4 separate regions of the Mus musculus genome follow, and regions 1, 2 and 3 are each linked to region 4. Evidence: chromatin contacts called from public HiChIP or PLAC-seq and promoter capture Hi-C data. All regions are on one chromosome and are shown on one strand. Each heading gives the region's core, a stretch centred on a gene start, on an enhancer-like site or on the middle of the called end of the contact. The rest is flanking DNA. Distances are from core to core; before and after follow the strand shown. Region 1 holds the start of Ube2l3 (ubiquitin-conjugating enzyme E2L 3). Region 2 holds the start of Smpd4 (sphingomyelin phosphodiesterase 4). Region 3 holds the start of Hic2 (hypermethylated in cancer 2). Region 4 holds the start of Crkl (v-crk avian sarcoma virus CT10 oncogene homolog-like).

Region 1 (2,700 bases), core at 17-2,516, 250 kb after region 4:
ATTCTGCTGAATGAAAGCAATGCATTCTCTTCACATTTCTGTCGGCCTCATGTTGCCAGCTCTGTACTGCTAGTTTCTCCTTAGAGCTTCAGCCCTTTTGAGACATGGAGTCTGGGGTCTTGGTGGCCTAGCCCACCATTCCCCCACTGGTGTCAAGTGATTTTCCCTTAGGGAGTCTATTAATTTTAGATAGAAAGGGCATCAAAAGACCAAAGCAAAAATCCTTTCTAATGGGCACATGGATGTTACTCATGGAGTACAGGTACTTTCAGAACTTGAGGGTGGAAGCTGGAGGATCAGGAGTTTAAGGTCATCTTTAGTTATATAGTGAATTTTGAGGCCACCTTAGGCTACATGAGGCCTTATCTACATCTCATCTCCCAACCTCCAACACTTCTCCACTTGTAAAAGCACTGAGTGAGTGTAGGGTTTGCCTTCTGGCAGTTTCTTTCTTCCTCTCTGGATATTTCAGCCATTACTAGGATCATACTATGTAGCTAGGCTGGCTAGAATCTATATTCTGCTTGCCTCTGCCTCCCTCTGCAGGAATTAAAGGCACAATCCACTTATCTTCGGCTGCCCTGCACTGTCTTATTCATGGTATTTCTTCAGTGAGCCTTCCTGAGAAGCAGATCCTGTAGTTCTTGTGTGTAGGAGGCTGTATGTGAATGTTAGTGTGGGCGTGCACACACATGCATGTGGAGACCTGAGGTCCACAGAATTCTTTCCTTGTTTGTACTTTACAGGTTTTCTCCTTGAATCTGAGGCTCACCATCAATTCAGTTAGGCAGGTTAGAAAAAGAACTTCAGAGATCTAACTGTAACTTACCTCCCCTAGTGCTAATGACCATGCTTGCTTCTGTGTGGGTTCTTGGGAACCCAAATTCAGGTCCTTCTTGATCAGGCAGGCACTTTACCGATTGTATTACGTGTTCAGTAACAGAATAACTTTCTCATCTCCCAGTTTTGATTTCTTCACAATGTTTAGTAGTGCCTGAAATAATCTTGATTATTCTATTATTTTGTGTACACACTATTTATAGTGCACCTACTATGTGTCAAGCACTGTATGTACTTGCCATAGGATTGGAGGCGCCATAAAGTAAGGATCTTTAACTGTCCAGGTCACTCGAGTCTACACAGGATTCTATAGCCCTGGGACCTGCACACAGTAGGCACATTTCTCTATTCCGCGCTCTTCCCGGTTAGCCCCTCCCCCGCTCCAGGAAGTGAGGGGGTTCTAGCCGCCTGGCCTACCGCGATGCATTTTGGGAAAGCAGCAGCACCAGATCCAAGATGGCGGCCAGCAGGAGGCTGATGAAGGTAAAAGCCATTCTCTGGCGCTGGCCAGGCGGGGGGCGGCGTCCCCGGGCCGGGACCCCTACGGCGGGCCGCGGTTCCTTGGGGCGACGCCGTTCTTCATCCCTCATTGCGTGGCCCCGCTGTGCCGCGTGCGGAGAGATCTAACGGGGCCGCCTAGGCCGCAGCCTGGGCGGGAGCGCAAGGCCGCGCTGAGAGCCGCCGCTGCCGGCCCTTCGGATCAGCCTGGGCAGTTCTCGAGCCCCCTCCTCCTGGAGCGAAGCCGGGCCCTCCGTCGCAGCGGCCGCGGTCCGGGTCGAGGACGCCGTTGATGTGTGGGCCGGGCCTGGAGGCCCCAAGCTGGGCGCCCTCGGGGAAGAAAGCCGGAGCCCCGGCTGGGAGTACGCGCCGCGGAGCCGCCCGGTCCTGGGCCGCGGTCGCCGTTCTCTGAGCCCCATTCCGCCAGCCCACAGCTCCGGGACCGGGAGGCTGCGAGGCCCGAGACGGGAAAGGAAGGAGGAGGGCAGGCGGCCAAAGTTAGGTCAGTTAGTTGGTGGTCTTTTGAAATTGTGTTGGGTCCACGCAAACTGTCGCCTTGTGACTGCAGAGTCACACAGCCGACAAGTTCCAACTCTAGGAAGGCGTGGGGTCGTCTCCCTGCGTAGCTAGGTTCTCTTTTCTATCCACCTCTTAGTCATCCGCATCTCCTTTCCCTGATGAAGGGTGGGGGTTGGTTTCTGTCGTTGAAATCAAAACCTGCCAAAGTTTACGAAAATAACTTGGTATACGCACTTTGTATCTTGAATGTATGGGAGTGTCACTTCACTAATTGGCTCCTTTGGTGAAGCATACAATATAGGTGCTCAGTTGGAGTTTTTCACGAGTAGATCTGCGGACATCCTCTAAAGATAACCCGCCAGTGTTTGAGTGCTACCTGGTAGTGCGGCCGAGCTCTCGCCGGACCGGAAATAAAAAAGGTCGCAGGAGCTGGCTCTTGAGACCAAATTTGTATTTGGTTGATGGAGTCACTGGAAACAAAAGAAAGCCATTTGCTCACTGAAACCTAGAGAGAACATTTGATAAAACTAGAGTGGAAGTGGGCACAAAACAATTGTGATCAAACCCCCTTATCTGTTCTGCGGGTGACACTCCATCATTTACCTACAGGAAAGGAATGCTAATCACTTCCGTGTTCAAACCCCAAAAGTTGTCGTCCCTTCAGCCTTGTGGGTTTCAGTTTAGGAAGATTTCGTGACTGCATGCTGTTTTCTTGTAATTTGATGACATGAATTCATCTGCCTTTTCTCAGGTCCCCTTCTCTATCCTTTTCCATGGTTACCCTTCTTGGGCTCCAGAGTTCTTTTCTCTAAAGCAAGTATTTAGTCCTTTCCTTCTGGTTAA
Region 2 (2,700 bases), core at 122-2,621, 170 kb before region 4:
ACAAATCTCGTGTCTGTAAGAGAAGGGTGAAGCAAGTAATGTGTGCTTCTTGCGACAAATGAAGAAGTTCTATGAAGGAAGAATTTGAACTCACCACCAAAAATTAGGCATAGCCCTGCAGCTTCCTACCTCCCAGTGCCTATGGTAAGAAACACAAAACAATCAAGAGCTGGAAAGAGCAGAGAGCCTACTGTGTGCCACCGATGGACTAGTGATAGCTTTTCTGTCTCAGCCCTGCTCACTACAGGAGAAAAGGTGCTAAGCTGGCAATGCCAGTCTGCAAGGAGAGAAGCCAGACAGTAGGAGTTTAAGGCAGTTGTGGTTTTGAAAGACCACCAATCTTTGCCATGTGGCAAGAGAAACAATTCTTAGGTTTTGGGTTTTGTTTTGTTTTTTTTTTTCCAATTCTTAATTCAGTCTCAGTGTTAAGGAAAACTGAAAATGTTTCAGTCCTGACCTACATTGCAAACTACCATGAAATGATCAGGGCAGCATAAAATTGTGGACTACTCGATAAGGGCAGAGATCTAAAGGAGACAAGAAGTCAACTCTCTCCTCAGAAGAAGCAGACAGTTGAAAAATCAGAGATGTCTAACGAAGGTCTTTCCACGATTCCACGAATAGGGCAACGACACTGATACTCTTGCTTTTAGGCCCTGTCACCCACGCCCGAAGCCAGCGTGCATGCAGTGCCGAAGGCCTTTGCTTCGGTCGACCCCTCAAAGTCCACTTTCTTCAAGAACTGCTTGCGACTGTTTTTGAGGTTTCTAATGACTACGAACTCCAGCCAAGCTTAGCGCGCCACTGTCAAGAACTCCCTCGGCTGACTCTGAGAAGCTGCGGCGTGCCCTCATTTGTTGATCACAACTTCCTATACCTCCAAAGTTTCGAGACTACCCTATTACATTACAGAGGAGGAAACTGAGGCTCGGGAAAGTCGCAAGGTAGAACCTAAACCCACAACGAGTTCTACTACCAAACATCGCTAGCTGAGCCCAAGGTTCAACTTTCCCTCCAAGTCCCCCTCCCTCAACTCTCACATCGAGCGTTCATCCACCCCCTACCCGGACCGTCTGCGAGGACCACGCAGGAAGGCGGCAGAAAGCCATGACCCTGGAGAGCGGCGTGAGGTTGCAGCCGGGCCCTGGGCTCCCGGCCGGCCCCGTACAGGCCGAGCTGTCGGGAGGCCCAAGTCCCCCACAGCTCGAGGAGGAACGGAGCCAGCCTCGGCGGGGACCCGAGAAAACCGCACGGTGCTGGGCTGCCTCGCGCGCGGCTCCCGCCACTCACCTGCCGTGCTGATAGCACAAATCTCGAGCTTCTCAGAGAAGGGAGCCGCCATTCGGACACTCGGCGCCTAATGTCGTCATCAAGCTGCGCCGGGTGCCACGCCCCCTTAGTTTGGCGGGAATCCGAGAGGATCAAAGTAAGGTCTGAAATACAGAAGACAACAGGAATACGCGTCTAGAAAAATAGATATAGGCAAGACTTTTCAACACTGTACTTCACTGACACAGAAATAGCCTGGAGAATTAAAATGGGACTACATGAAATGAAAAGTTTCTAGAAAGAGGTTGTTGCCCTGGTGACACACGCTTTTAATCCATGCGTTCTGGAGGCAGAGGCAGGCAGATCTCTTGAGTTCAAAGCCAGAGGTTCAAGATAGCCAGGATTACACAGAGAAACCCTGTCTTGAAAAGACAAACAATCAAGCAATCAATAATTGAAACTTCTTTGAAAGAATTCTTCCTGGTTAAGAACCAACAAATATACAAGTACACAAATAACACCCCCACCCCCAATAAACCAGGTGTTGGTGGCAGCACACGCCTTTAATCCCATCACTAGGGAGGCAGAGGCAGGCAGGCAGATCTCTGTGATTCTGAGGCCAGCTTGGTCTTCAGGGTGAGTTCTAGGACAATCAGGGCTACATAAACCCTGTCTCGAAAACAAAACAAAAATCCTCATACTTCTTAAGCTAATAAAAATTTTAAAAGTTGTTTTTTTAGAGCCCTTAAAGAGTGCTTCAAGGAAGAAACCTGCACAAAATAGATAAGTACATGCAATCCTAAATACCCATCATCCAACAGGATTTACCAAGTACCCAGCATATGCCAGGCACGGTTCTGGGTGCTGCTACCTAAATCCGTCTATCAGGGATCTGATCGTCAGGCAGCGGACAGCTTTCCACCACACCATTCCCATGGCTAACATACTGCCCTATTCACATTAAGCACTCAGAACAAGTCAAGCAAGTATGTAAAAACCTCTCGGGATGCTTGCCCTGGGTTGTTGGAGCCGCTACAGACTGGGAGCTGCAGGGCCTGGCAAGGAAAGAGGTGGCCAGTAGCTGGCGCTGTGGAGGCTCCTCACCTGCTAGACTGCAGCGAATTCTGCAGGGTGGAAGGGAATTGGGGTGGGGAGTGGTGGTCAGGGGAAGAGGCGGGAGAGGGAAGTGGAGGAGGTACGCGGGCCCAACACTCACCTTTTTCAGGGTGCTCGACTGACAGAGGCTAGACTCAGGGCTTTCACAGGTCTGGGGGAGGCCACGCTGCAAAAGCTGGGCATGAAGGGAAAAAGGTGCTGAGCACCAAGGAGATGGGCTGCATGGACTTGGGCAGGTTGCAAGTCCCTGCAGACACGCCTGCTTTGGAACTCTTCCAAATCTCATCTGCTACTCTGAAAAAGCCCCACCACAGC
Region 3 (2,700 bases), core at 76-2,575, 220 kb after region 4:
ACCTTTGTCCTAGATTGGAAATCCCAAGTTCAGCCTAGAAGATGAGCCCCTCCACGACCTGCCGAATCTCCTGGTCCTAGGTGCAAAAGCCACAGCTAGCAAACCCCAGTAACAGTCCAGTCACAGGATTCCTATAGGCAAGGATCCGCCCCTCCCCCATCGCCACATATGTCAGTGGGGGTGGCCTCTCAGTGTTACACCCCTCCTGCTGATTGAAAGTGAGGAACCTGGAACACAGCTTTCCAAATGCGCCTGACAATTATAACTAGAAAAGATACTGTGAAGAGGGGGATAGAACACATAAGTAAATAACTTCTGAATCTCTCCGGCCAGCCAAGATCAGCACGGGACTCTCGTCGCAAGGTAGTCCAAAACTGTTCAGGGCGCGGCCGCTGAGAGTATTATCTGGCCTCAATCACTCCAAGTACCTAAGTCACTGCCCCCCAGGGAGAGGTATTTTCCCCCAGCACTTACACCCAGGCTTGTGTGCATATGAACCATTCTGGAAGATAAACAGAGAATGACAAGCTAGGGCCCCTCAGCTCACTCCCTGAGCCAGCCAGTCCCTTCCTCTTGCCACCCGACCCCCTCCCCCCAAGCCCATCTCTCTTCCTGCCAGGCGGCTGCCTCCAGCAAAGGTCTGGGGGCAGGGCAGAAAGCCCACCCAGCCACGGAGCCGGGCCCTCTAAGCCCTACCCTGTCCCTGACACGGCCAGTCCCCCAGCCAGGAAGGGTACTCGAGGAAAAGGACTGCAGACCATACACACAAGCGCAGTTCTGGAAACCGTAAAGCGTTCCAGTGAGGGGCAGCCGCAGGCGTACAGCCGTTTGCATAATGGGAGAACGCCCGCCTGTCAGGCAGCATAGCTCGCCCGACGCCGTTCGGATTAGATTGCTAATGAAAAGGCACAAAGAGCCGGCGCCCGCTACCCCGTCGACCCCCGCTCCACAGACTCGCGTCCCCGGACTGGCGCGGCCCTGGGGGCTTTGTGCCCGGAGTCCCCGTGCCGGCCGCAACCCGCCGGGCACCTGAACCACAAAGCCCCCGCCCGTCCAGGGTCCCGCGTGCGCCTCGGTTCGAGACTAGGGGCCGTGCGCGCGCTCCGTCCCACGCGCGCCCACGCCCCCCTCTCCGGGGGCGCGCCCGGCCCGCGTCGCCCTCCCTCGAGGACACCGCTTACCTCAGGTGCCTGCCAGAGGCCCCTCGTCTTGGGCGCCCGACCTGAGCTGCACGCGCCCGCCCTGTCCGCCCTCCGCCGGCCCCCGCTCGGCTCTCCGCCCAGCGCGCCCAGAGCGCTGCTCACAGCCGCCCGCTCCGCGCCATCTTGGAAGCTTGTGACGTCAGCTCCACCCGCTCACCCCTGACCCACATCTGAATGGGCGAGCGACAGGGCGGACCTGGAGGCGGACCCTTGTGGGGGCGGAACCCTGAGGCTGGGCGGGGCCGCCGAGGGGTCTGAGTCCAGGGATGGGCCAGTGGCTGCGGCAGAGTGTAATGGGGGAGGGGCGCACGGGAGGTCGCCTACAGGGTCCCGATGCAGGCGCCAGAACGGGATGGCAACCTCACCTCAAAATACTTGACGGGCAACACCCAGCGAAACAAGAATCCTGCTCTTTACCACGGGTCTATGCCCAGCCCTCAAACGGAAGACTGACCCGTTTTGAGCCTGACCCGGACCCTTCAGAACCCCCAACACTATCACCACCAACCCGGTTCAGGTGGCCTGCGCCTCTCCTCTTCCGCCCGTTTGAGCCCCTTGATCTACGCAGAGTATCTCAGTCTATAAAGTTTAGCACCCAAAGGCTGCTTGCTCCGCTGTCTGGGCTGCAGGAAGGCCTGCGTGGTTCTGATTTTAAAGGAGAAAAGAGGCCTGGGAGTCTTAACCCTAAACTTCTCCTAGGATCCTTACATCCACTCTCGCGAAGGTCGACCCGGATTGCGCAGAGGGCGGAGAGGTCCGTGTACACTCTGCTTACTTATCCAGAGTTCCGGTGACCGCCGCAGGTCACAGGAGTTTAGGCAGCCCAGTAAAGACCCAAGACTTGTGGCCATCCAAATGTATTGGGGTTCACACGGAGTTATTCTCTAGAGAGTTATTAGATGACCATCTCTCTACTTTGAACACTAAACACTAAAGCCCACCACTGTTAAAGGTCAGAAAAGTCCTAGCCAGAACCTACAGCTGTTCTATAGGGAGGTTGTGACCCAGAGTCAACATTGAAACCCAATTCAATAACCCTTCACAGAGGCAAGCATGCTTTCCGAATGTACAAGCTTAAAATAACAGATTAAAAAAAATTAAAATTCTTAGTTTACCCAATAGCTACATAGCTAATACATGATTGTTTTTACAACTATCATCTTTGAAACACCAAACAACAGAAATAGGAGTACATTTGTCCTAACAGATATTAAAGCAAATTATAAAGCTACTGCTGTCAATTATACTAGCCAAGACATAGAATACTATGCCTAAACATCCTAGAAATGGCGAAAACTCAATAGATTGAAAATGGGTGGCATGGGGCATGTCTTTAGTCCCAGAACTCTGAAGGCTGAAAGAGGCAGATCTCTGTGAATTAGAGCCAGTCTGACTACATAGTGACTTCCAGTTGAGCCAGGGCTACACAGTGAGCCTGCCTCAGAAAGGAAAAACAAAAAAGAACTATCAAGCACGTGTTAAAGGAATTGTCAATCAT
Region 4 (2,700 bases), core at 52-2,551:
GTGCTAGAGAATCAGATTCTGAGATTTCTACACTTTCGATCCATTTTAAGGATTATTCCAAAGGCCGAAGGCCACTTTGTAACCTAAAGTTAGTTGAAAAATGCAGGAGTTACAAAAACCTTAAATGGTGTACAAGAATTTCGAGAAAGGAGGAGTCATGGCTATCTTCAGAATCTCAAGGAAGTCTATATTTTTAGCGTCGTTAATAAGCATTCTGCATTAGTATTACAGTCAAGTAAAGTGGCAAAACTGTGTATATATGTGGGGGGTTAGGGGTGCATTTAAACAATGCAAGCAGCACTGCTAAATGTCTAAATAAAATGCATCCTTTCATCCAATGACCCAGATCCTGATATTGGCCTTATAATCCGAATGTCTTCTGATTTAGAATGAGGAAAAGGAGTTCTATCCCCTACCCTACCCCCAAAATTTAATCTTTGACCGACCCTTCGCATCCGGTCAAGTTCTGAACCGGAGAAGGGCAGGAGCTCGCGTACCTGGGCGCCGGTTCGATTAAGGTGGTAGTGTCCAGGTAGTGGATCTTGTAGAACTCTAACAAGGCCGGCAAATGGTCAAACTCCTGGTCCCCGATCTTAAAGCGGCGGTTGGGCAGGGAGTTGATGATGTAGTGCGAGACACGCGAGTTCTCGGACACGGACAGTACATAGTCCCCGGGGCAGGTAGATGAGTCCCGGACTAGGAACATGCCATGGCGCTGGCCTTGGAGACGAGTCTGCGCCTCCTGGCGAGTCACTGGCCCCATGTACCAGGCAGAGCGGTCTGAAGAATCAAACCTGGCGGAGGACATGGTGTTGGGCTCGGGGATGGGCGGCGTCTGCGGCTCTCTTGCTTGGGAAGCCTTTACCCGCTGTCGGCTTTGGGGTCGAGGAAGGGCCTCTCAGAACACTTCGAGGAACAATCAGAGGGCTTGGTCAGGACGTTCCTCTAGGCTCCGGGCCCCGCAGCATCCTCCGCCACCGCCCTCCTGCACCGGGCCGCCTCACGGAGAGCCGGTCCGGGAACACTGGGCAAAGCCCCGGGGTCGAGGTGGGCGAAGCTGAGCAGTAGCGGAGGCCGCCTCGGGCTTCTCAGCTGGCCGGAGTACAGGGGAGGCTCCAGTGACTTCTGTCCTGGAACCCGCCGCCGGCTCCACAGCCTCAAGAGCCTGCACCGATCCCCGCGGTCACACGAAGCACCGCACTCCAACAAGAGTCGCGCCTCCCGAGCAGTCTTACCCAGCCCGCTCCCAATAGCCACAGCAACAAAATGGCGGACGCGGGAGAAGCAGCCGGGCACCTCCCCCTTGGTCCAGCGCATTCAATCTGCGCACGCGCGGAGCTGGGCTCTACCCCCTCCACCGCGGAGGCCCTTCCTTTGACGTCACTGGGCGCTGCCAATCAGGAGTGCGTTCGCGAGGGTCCCAGCGTGAGCCACTCGCGCGGGCTCCCGCGTTCCGGGAGGAGGCAGAGGGTCAGGCCCTTCCTGGACCGCAAAGCAGCCGCCGAGAAGCTGCTGCTGTCAGGCTTCCCGGGCTTGGCAGGAAAACAGCTGGAGCCGAGAGGGAACAGCGTTTTGAAAACCTGTTTCTGTGAACAAAGCGTAGAGTGGTTGCTGAGTGTCCGGCCAAGAAGGCGTGGCCGTCAGATGATTGCGAGCCAGAAGGCCCTGGTAAATCAGGTGGCTCAGGAAGGGCATGACCTAGGGAGTGAGGTGACCATCAAATAGGTTACTGAATAACCTATCAAATAACGCCTGCCCTAGGTGATCCTCCTTGGTACACGTGGAATGATGGTGAAGATCAGTTTGACTAATACTTTACGAGGAGGACAGTGTGTTGGTGAGGATGACTGGACACTACCGGCTGTAAAGTGTAACAAGTGAAATGCAACACCTGTGTCTGGCCTGAAGCCTGTTGCTCTGCAACAGTTCATTTCCTGCCATTCCACGTTGCTCAGTTTCAGCTCTGCCTCCCTTGACATATTTCTCCCTCCAACCCGACTAGTACCTATTTATTTAATTATTTGTTTGGTTTTTTAGAGACGGGGTTTCTCTGTGTAGTCCTGGCTGTCCTGGAACTCACTTTGTAGACCAGGCTAGCCTCGAACTCAGAAATCCGCCTGCCTCTGCCTCCCAAGTGCTGGGATTAAAGGCATGCGCCACCACTGCCCGGCCTATCTATCTATCTATCTATCTATCTATCTATCTATCTATCAAGATAGGAATTCTCTGTGTGGCCCTGGCTGTCCTGGAACTAACTCTGACCACCAACAGGCTAGGATGAAATTTTAATACCACAGAATACTGTCTTATTTACCTATATTTTGCCTGCCTTAAATCCACATCTAGTCTTGAATGATCAGAAATTTGTTAAATGAATGACTATTGTGAAAAATCACCACAAAAACAGATGCTGGATTATTGGTCATAGCATTCCCAAATTAGATAAACAGGAAGGCATGTCCCAAGCCAGTGGTGGTGACACATACCAATAATCCCATCACTAGGAGATGGAGGCAGGAGGATCATGAGTTCAAGGCAGCTGAGCTCTATGAAACCCAACAAAAATGGGGAGGAAGTTAGGGGAGGGAGAAATCTCAAAAGTGAGGAATACAGGAGAACTCCTACTTAGATCTCTATCACTAAAGTCTTGTTCTGGCCGTTTACATTTCCCATGTTTAGCAATTCTTAGATTGTAGGGTA

What was found. HiChIP or PLAC-seq counts read pairs in DNA pulled down with a chosen protein or histone mark. Capture Hi-C pulls out chosen DNA fragments and counts their contacts.
Region 1: a contact with region 4 is called in a promoter capture Hi-C map of liver. The contact joins the promoter of Ube2l3 here to the promoter of Crkl in region 4. A contact is called at or near these places in 13 of 39 promoter capture datasets (the 3T3-L1 cell line, the C10 cell line, the HPC-7 cell line and 9 more), 1 of 15 datasets of contacts at CTCF or cohesin (pro-B cells), 23 of 484 Hi-C or Micro-C datasets (B cells, CD4 T cells, the G1E-ER4 cell line and 11 more), 15 of 115 datasets of contacts at active chromatin or transcription factors (the 230-238 cell line, the HPC-7 cell line, the SCID.adh cell line and 10 more) and 3 of 9 other capture datasets (adipose tissue, liver and pancreatic islet).
Region 2: an H3K4me3 HiChIP or PLAC-seq map of embryonic stem cells shows a contact between it and region 4, with 19 read pairs. The contact joins the promoter of Smpd4 here to the promoter of Crkl in region 4. A contact is called at or near these places in 10 of 39 promoter capture datasets (the 3T3-L1 cell line, the C10 cell line, the SN4741 cell line and 7 more), 9 of 484 Hi-C or Micro-C datasets (Th1 cells, cortical neurons, embryonic stem cells and 6 more), 10 of 115 datasets of contacts at active chromatin or transcription factors (the 230-238 cell line, the SCID.adh cell line, bone marrow-derived macrophages and 4 more) and 4 of 9 other capture datasets (adipose tissue, liver, macrophages and 1 more).
Region 3: an H3K4me3 HiChIP or PLAC-seq map of embryonic stem cells shows a contact between it and region 4, with 23 read pairs. The contact joins the promoter of Hic2 here to the promoter of Crkl in region 4. A contact is called at or near these places in 2 of 39 promoter capture datasets (cranial neural crest and liver), 1 of 484 Hi-C or Micro-C datasets (the MNK3 cell line), 4 of 115 datasets of contacts at active chromatin or transcription factors (embryonic stem cells, memory CD8 T cells and pancreatic cancer cells) and 3 of 9 other capture datasets (adipose tissue, liver and pancreatic islet).

What each region holds. Positions count from the first base shown.
Region 1 is chr16:17,200,058-17,202,757 of GRCm38.p6, reverse strand. It overlaps Ube2l3 (ubiquitin-conjugating enzyme E2L 3), which reads left to right and starts at 1,266. Exons shown (of 4, transcript NM_009456.2): 1 at 1,266-1,323. The coding sequence starts at 1,297.
Region 2 is chr16:17,618,025-17,620,724 of GRCm38.p6, reverse strand. Smpd4 (sphingomyelin phosphodiesterase 4) reads right to left here and starts at 1,371. Exons shown (of 19, transcript NM_001164610.1): 1 at 1,291-1,371.
Region 3 is chr16:17,232,212-17,234,911 of GRCm38.p6, reverse strand. It overlaps Hic2 (hypermethylated in cancer 2), which reads right to left and starts at 1,325. Exons shown (of 3, transcript NM_178922.3): 1 at 1,182-1,325.
Region 4 is chr16:17,450,586-17,453,285 of GRCm38.p6, reverse strand. It overlaps Crkl (v-crk avian sarcoma virus CT10 oncogene homolog-like), which reads right to left and starts at 1,301. Exons shown (of 3, transcript NM_007764.5): 1 at 498-1,301. The coding sequence starts at 808.